2 separate regions of the Mus musculus genome follow, and region 2 is linked to region 1. A link is a contact called in public HiChIP or PLAC-seq data. All regions are on one chromosome and are shown on one strand. Each heading gives the region's core, a stretch centred on a gene start, on an enhancer-like site or on the middle of the called end of the contact. The rest is flanking DNA. Distances are from core to core; before and after follow the strand shown. Region 1 has its middle 32 kb from the start of Mfsd11. Region 2 has its middle 11 kb from the start of Gm11728.

What was found. HiChIP or PLAC-seq counts read pairs in DNA pulled down with a chosen protein or histone mark.
Region 2: an H3K27ac HiChIP or PLAC-seq map of T-cell acute lymphoblastic leukemia shows a contact between it and region 1, with 4 times the contacts expected there. The contact joins two enhancer-like sites. A contact is called at or near these places in 7 of 15 datasets of contacts at CTCF or cohesin (CD8 T cells, embryonic stem cells, large pre-B cells and 2 more), 76 of 484 Hi-C or Micro-C datasets (3T3-L1-derived adipocytes, B cells, the BV-2 cell line and 32 more), 29 of 115 datasets of contacts at active chromatin or transcription factors (the 230-238 cell line, the SCID.adh cell line, SST interneurons and 18 more) and 2 of 9 other capture datasets (embryonic stem cells and liver).

Annotation. Positions count from the first base shown.
Region 1 is chr11:116,884,304-116,887,399 of GRCm38.p6, reverse strand. No RefSeq gene overlaps it. Among named protein-coding and RNA genes, the nearest start is that of Mfsd11, 32 kb to the right of the region's middle. Within about 2 kb of position 1,444, at least 85 of the 459 cell types and tissues checked have an H3K27ac peak or open chromatin away from gene starts, as enhancers often do. A contact at or near this core is called in the CH12 cell line, the SCID.adh cell line and T-cell acute lymphoblastic leukemia, where this site is marked.
Region 2 is chr11:117,027,559-117,030,654 of GRCm38.p6, reverse strand. No RefSeq gene overlaps it. Among named protein-coding and RNA genes, the nearest start is that of Gm11728, 11 kb to the left of the region's middle. Within about 2 kb of position 1,679, at least 58 of the 459 cell types and tissues checked have an H3K27ac peak or open chromatin away from gene starts, as enhancers often do. A contact at or near this core is called in the CH12 cell line, the SCID.adh cell line and T-cell acute lymphoblastic leukemia, where this site is marked.

The sequences.
Region 1 (3,096 bases), core at 195-2,694:
CCCATCCCAGGAAGGCCCTGAATGAGCCTCCTAAGCCCTCCTCCCTCCCCCTTTTGCCTCATTCTGACACCGAGGCCCACACCTCAGAGAAGCAAGGCCCCACCCTCTTTCCCCACCTCAGAGCTCCATCTATATCCCCAGCAAGAGCTTGCACCTGCAGAAGCAGGAGATGAACCAGAAAACTCCATCCTGTTCTTTGGTTGGACTCTGCAGATCTAAGGATGGGGGATGAGGGGCAGGGGGCGTGCAGATGCAGAGGTTTGGACCAGATGACACCCCCTCCCCTCCCACTGTTCCTGCCTTGACCCTAGCTCTCCCCATTACTCTCCTGGGGCCCAGAATAGACAGTACTTCCAACTGGGTGGGCACTGGGCAATGGGACCCTCTCAGTGTCCACTCACTGGGCACAGTTTCCTCTGTGCCCATCTCTTTGGTGCCCCGTGGTGGTCTGAGCTCCCTGCAGTGTGGGACACAAGGACTCGGTCACCCAGCCATTTCTCCCAGGTTCTAGCTTGATGAAAGTGACAGTTAAGAACTCTCATCCACAATGACACCTGAGGAGCGACAGGTGGTAACTTGAACCAGAGTTTATCTGTCCCCATTTCAACCACAGTGACAAGGAGAGTATCATTGTGTTTGCAGTTCTGAGCGAGTGTCTACTTTGCTTCTGGACGAGGGCTGAAACCCTGGCTCCTGAGTGTCTCTCTGTCTCTCTGTCTCTGTCTCTCTCTTTCTCTCTGCCTCCCTCTCCCCTCCCCTCCCCCCCCCCCCACGAAGCCAAGGGGATTTTTCTTTGGAAGATGTGGTTCAGGGAGTGGGAGACAGATGAGAGGGTGACCAAAATAACACTATACACACCAATGAAACTCTCAAAGAATAACTTCTGTTTTGAGGAAGGGTCTCACTATGCATTCCTGGATGGCTTAACATTGGCTATGCAGACCAGGCCAACCTTGAACTCACAGATCTGTCATCCTATCTCCCAAGTACTGGAAGTGAAGTTGTGTGCCAACATGCCCAAAAACAACAACAACAACATCCACCTGCCTTTAGACTGTGGGTGTGGCTTAGCGACAGAGTGTTTGTTTAGCATGCATAAGGCCCTGGTTTAACCACTACCTACATAAAACTAAAGCCCAGCCCACACAGAGATGGGAGAGACAGCCACTCATGAGAAAAAAAACCCTTAGACTTGGGAAGACCGGAGCTGCAGTAAACCCATTGTCCCATCTGGGCCCTTGTCAGCCTGAGACAGGTGCTGAGTTTGTTACAGAAGTAGGTGGTAGATCTGGGTAACCAGCTGCACCCCCCTTTTCCCCCCACCCCCACCCCGGTGCTCAAGGGGGAACAGAAACTGCGAAGCAGACAGCTGGCAAGGGATCCAACTCACCTGCAGAGCACCCCTGAGGCCTCCTGTTCCTTAGCAACCTGCTGAAGCCAGCCAAGGGCTTCCGGATTCCCTTTCAGAGGATCAGTCACCTCCCTCCCCTCCCCTTCCCTCCCTCCTCACCTCGCCCCCTCCGTCCCCCCAACCCCCACCCCCGGAGAGGCGGAGAGCAGTAGGATCCCTGTACACGCAGAGGGAGTTCAGGGTGAAGGAACCTAAGTTTCTTTTCAACTGGGTCTGCGCAGAGCCAGAGGATGCCAGGGATCCCCCAGCACCCCCGCGCCCTGCCCCGCACCCCCTGCCCTTCCTCACAACACACACACACAAAGGGAAGGTGTCAGGACAGTCTCCGCTGAACCATTTCACTGGCTCTTCTTTCGGAAAGTCTACCTATAAACTTAGAGATTCACGTCGGGACAACAGAACACATAGGACAGTGACACCTCGGAGACCTAAGCGTGGGAGACTGAAACACAGCAGAGACGTCCCTTAAACCGAGCTATTTACTATGCCGGCTCCACACCTCTTGCATCCCAGATCACGAGTTCAGTCTCGGCCTAGATCCAAAGCTGTAAAAACAGATCGCAAGAGTCGGTTGCCCTCTGCTGGGCATCGTAGGATATGCACCCAGCCTCCGTACCAAGAACTGATTTCTGCACTCTATGAGAGGATTCAAGAGCTGGACAGCTGTGGCTGAGTCTTTCCCCCGAATCATCTGGAATAAATTTGATTTGATTTGGAGTCTATAGCCCAGGCTGGCCTCAAAAACATAGCCAAGGCTGACCTTCGACTCCTGATCGTCCTGCCTCTGACTCCTGAGTGCAGGACTACAATCATGTGCCACAAAGCCCAATTTTTTGTTTTTTGTTTTTGTTTTAATAGCACTGGGGAATGGAAACCGGGGGTCTGAGCATACTAGGCAAGCACTCTACAGCCCAGGTTCGAGACTATCTTGGGTATCTAGACCCATCGACTTGCAGAAGAAAAAAAAAGGGTCTTAAAGTGTATGGAGACCTTATAGAGCAGGCATGTCCACTGCATTTCAAGATACAAGACGGGGCATCCTAGCCATCATAATTCTGGTCTGACCGGAACAGGTCTTTTCTTTCTTTTACGTTTTTGTTTATGGGCTGGAGAGATGGCTCAGCAGATGAGAGGACTGCTCTTCCAGAGAACCAGGGTTTGAGCCCCAACACCACACGGTCACTCGGAATCGTCTGGGATCGTTCTGCGGTATTTGATGAGCTCTTCTGTTCTCTACAGGCACCAGGTATGCATGTGGTGCACAGAAACAAAGCACACATGAAATAAAAATGAACAAATCTAAATATGGGCTGGAGAGATGGCTCAGCAGTTAAGAGCACTTGACTGCTCTTCCAGAGGTCCTGAGTTCAATTCCCTGCAACTGCATCGTGGCTCACATCTATAATGGGATCTGATTGCTTTTTCTGGTATATATAAAGACAGATCACTCATTAAATAAAATACATGTTGCCGGAGAGATGGCTGTGCTATCCAGAGGATCGAGAGGCTCTGCTTTCTTGACTTCTAGAGGCTTCCTGCATTTATTCGTTCATCTTCAAAGCCAGAAGTTTCCCTCCTTCATTCCTCAGGCGCGGCTTTGTCTTTTCTACCCCTCTCTGATCTTTGCAACTGATGTCAATTTTTCTCTGATTCTGACCCACTTTCTCCCTTTCATAAAGATACTA
Region 2 (3,096 bases), core at 430-2,929, 140 kb before region 1:
AGTGAGTGAGTGTGTGTGTGTGTGTGTGTGTGTGTGATCTCTATTTATAGACTCCTGAGGAGGCAGGGATAAGGAAGGCTCCATCAGTACCAGGCAAGGAAGCAGAGGGATTGTCGAGCCTGTCAGAGATGCACCGGAGATGTAGTTGTGTTTGCACAGAAATCTCTGGTGCGTGATAAAAGCTAGAAAGAACAGAGAGACTGAAATTAAAATATGGGCTGGCTACTTGCAAAACACAATGTTTTGAGAGAGGTGGTAGCAGCTGTTTAAATTCCAGAGCATGGAATCGTGTGCTGTTCTGTCTTACTTACTGGCTGACTGTACGAGGCTCTGGTGGGAAACAGGATAACTGTATGCATACCAGGTTTGCAACTTGGTGCAAATAGCAGCTGATCCAGAGAGGGCTCAGGGATGGGCCTCAAGGAGGGGGAGGAGGTGACAATTAGCACCCTCGGCCCTGGGGCCCTGGCATGCTGACAACCCACAGCCCCTTCCCTGCCTTGCACCTGCCAAGATGCTATCTCTCTGAATGCAGGATCAGAGAGAATGGCTTTTGTGAGGTTAGAGAGAAGGACCCTACAGAGGGCTATTTTTAAGCCAAAAGGGATGTAGAAAGATATCCAGACTGACTGAGGCAAAAAGCAAGAAGAAGCAAGAGAGAAGTCAAATAAAAACCAGCAGAGCATCTTATCATAGCCTACCACCCCAGTAACAAACGCCCTGGAACTTTGAGGCTTGGTACAACAACCTTGTGTAATTATTTTGCTTGGTTCTTGGGATTTTGAGACAAACTCTCACTAATTAGCTGAGGCTAGCCTCAAACTTATGATCCTCTGCCTCGGCCTCCTGAGTATAGACAAGGCATGTGCTGCCATACCCAGCAAACAACTACACATCCCTTTTTGGAGGAAATGTGGGGAGGAGCATGCACCTATTGAGAGTTCCTTACTTAACTTGAAGCTGGACTAACTGGCCAGTGAGCTCCAGAGATTGCCGCTATCTCCACCTCCCCATTGCTGGGATTGCAGATACATGCTGGTCACATCTGGCTTATGATACAGAAGTGTGGGTACAAACTCAAGTCCTAACGCACTTGCAGGAAGCTCTTAGCAACTGAACCATCTTCCCAGCCCCAGAGAACCTGATCTTCTCTCCCTCAAGGTCAAGGTCACCATGGAAAGCGCTCAGGAAATGCGTACAAGATGAGAAAGGTGCTGCTCCCTTTAATTTTTCCCCAGATTAACTTGAACGATGCCACATGACATCACGGCACCTTGGAACATCCCCATCCCGGTGTGCTGGCTGGCTGGCACATGGCGTGACGCCACAGTTTTCTCCAGGGGACATTTCCTTCCCCCCATAATGTGACTGATTAAAATACAGCTGAATCCCGAGAAGAGTCAATGAGCCCCAGAGATAATGAATAATGGTTTGTGGCAATGCTGATAATGTGCCCGCTGTTGTATTGACTTGGGCTGCATCTCCAGCTAAGCGTGCTAAATGGCTGGGCTCGAGCCGTGTTCCGCAGGGCCTGGCTGCTCACTGCCTTTCTTCTCTAATTTGAAATTTCCCCTTTGTTTGAAGTTCTGTTCTTGCTTCTTCCCTCCTGCAACTCCATGCAAATGAGATGGCTATTTTTTGCTGGCTGCCAGAGGGAGCTTGCTTGCTGCTGGGAGACCAGCTCAGCGGCAGGCTCCATCTGTCCTGGTGATGGCGTGAAACACAGCCCCTGAGTGTGTGGTGTTGTACTTGGGCCACCTGGGAACTCAGCGTCGGGATGAGAGGGACCCGAAGCTATAAAGGTGCAACTTGTGAAAGTCTAGACCACGGGCTGCAACCGGACAAGATATAGAGGTTCAATGACACCCCCATTTCTGACCATGGGACTTTACCTTTGGATCCCGGTCTAAGCTACGCCGAGGCCCTGCGCCACTTCAGAATGCCAGGGTGGTAAGAGGTTCACACAAGGTGAGCCCTGTTCTTCGCACTTGGGACCCGATGAGTGCCCACTGTATGGCCTTGTACCCACAAGGGAGGCTGGTGCAAAGGGCTACAGGTCTCAGGACAAGGGGTGGAAGTTTGAGGCAGCTTCACATAGAGGGTGCTCTACTCGGGAGTTGAGCTGTGGAGAGAGAAGGACAAAGGACTGAGGGGTGGAGGCCTGGCATGTCCCGAGTGGGCAGAGGGCTGGCGGTGGGGATGGGCCCTCCTGAGCGGCAGGTGGTACTCAATGGCTCCCTGTCAGGGGTCCTTGTCCACAGCCTGGTGCTGCGCTCAGGGCATTCCTGAACGGCAGCGTGGCCTGGTGTGTGCCAAGCCATGTCTAAGATAGACACTGGATAAACCAGAGCAAAGCAATTCCTTCCCCGCTCCTAGCTGCCTCGGTGGAGAACCAGGGTCTCCCCCAAGCCACTACAGACTTCTTCCCCAGTGCCCACTACGGTTAGACCGCCCGCTCCCTGGCCCCATGCGGCTCGTGGCCAGGTGCATCAGCGTGCCCTTTCCACCGAAATGCCTCCGACCCAGGAAGCCTTCTGCAGCTCTAAGTATTGCACAGCTTCTGTCTGTCCACAGAGAGGCCCTAGCTTGGCAAGGCAGAAAGGGTCACAAAGTGCGCAAAGTTGAGGAGCCGCTCAGGCTTCGGGTATAAGGATCAGACCTCTCCAGGGCCCTGAGGCAAGAGGAAGACAAGAACCGGGTGGAGAGGGAGCCTGAGAAGTACAGAGAAAACCGGCAGGATGAGGTGGGCCCTGCAAGGAGCATGGAGAGCCCCGTAGGTGCCATGGCCTGTGGTTTCTGTGATAATGTGTGGTGGGCGTGGTCAGTGAGAGTTAGGTCGGGAGGGTGGCTCACTCTGTAAAGTGCTAGTTCATCCCCAACCGCATGTAAAAGACCAGCTGTAGTGTCTGTAATTCTAGCGCTGGGGGTGGAGACTCAAGGATTCCTGGAGCTGAGTTACAGGCTCAGTGAGACATACGACCTCCTTTTCCTTATGCCTGCATATCCCATGATGCTCCCTGCCTCCCTCGAACTCCAAACTACACTGTTGTGGTGTCACCAACGAGGACAGAGGGCTCAGTGTCTCACTAAGCCGAT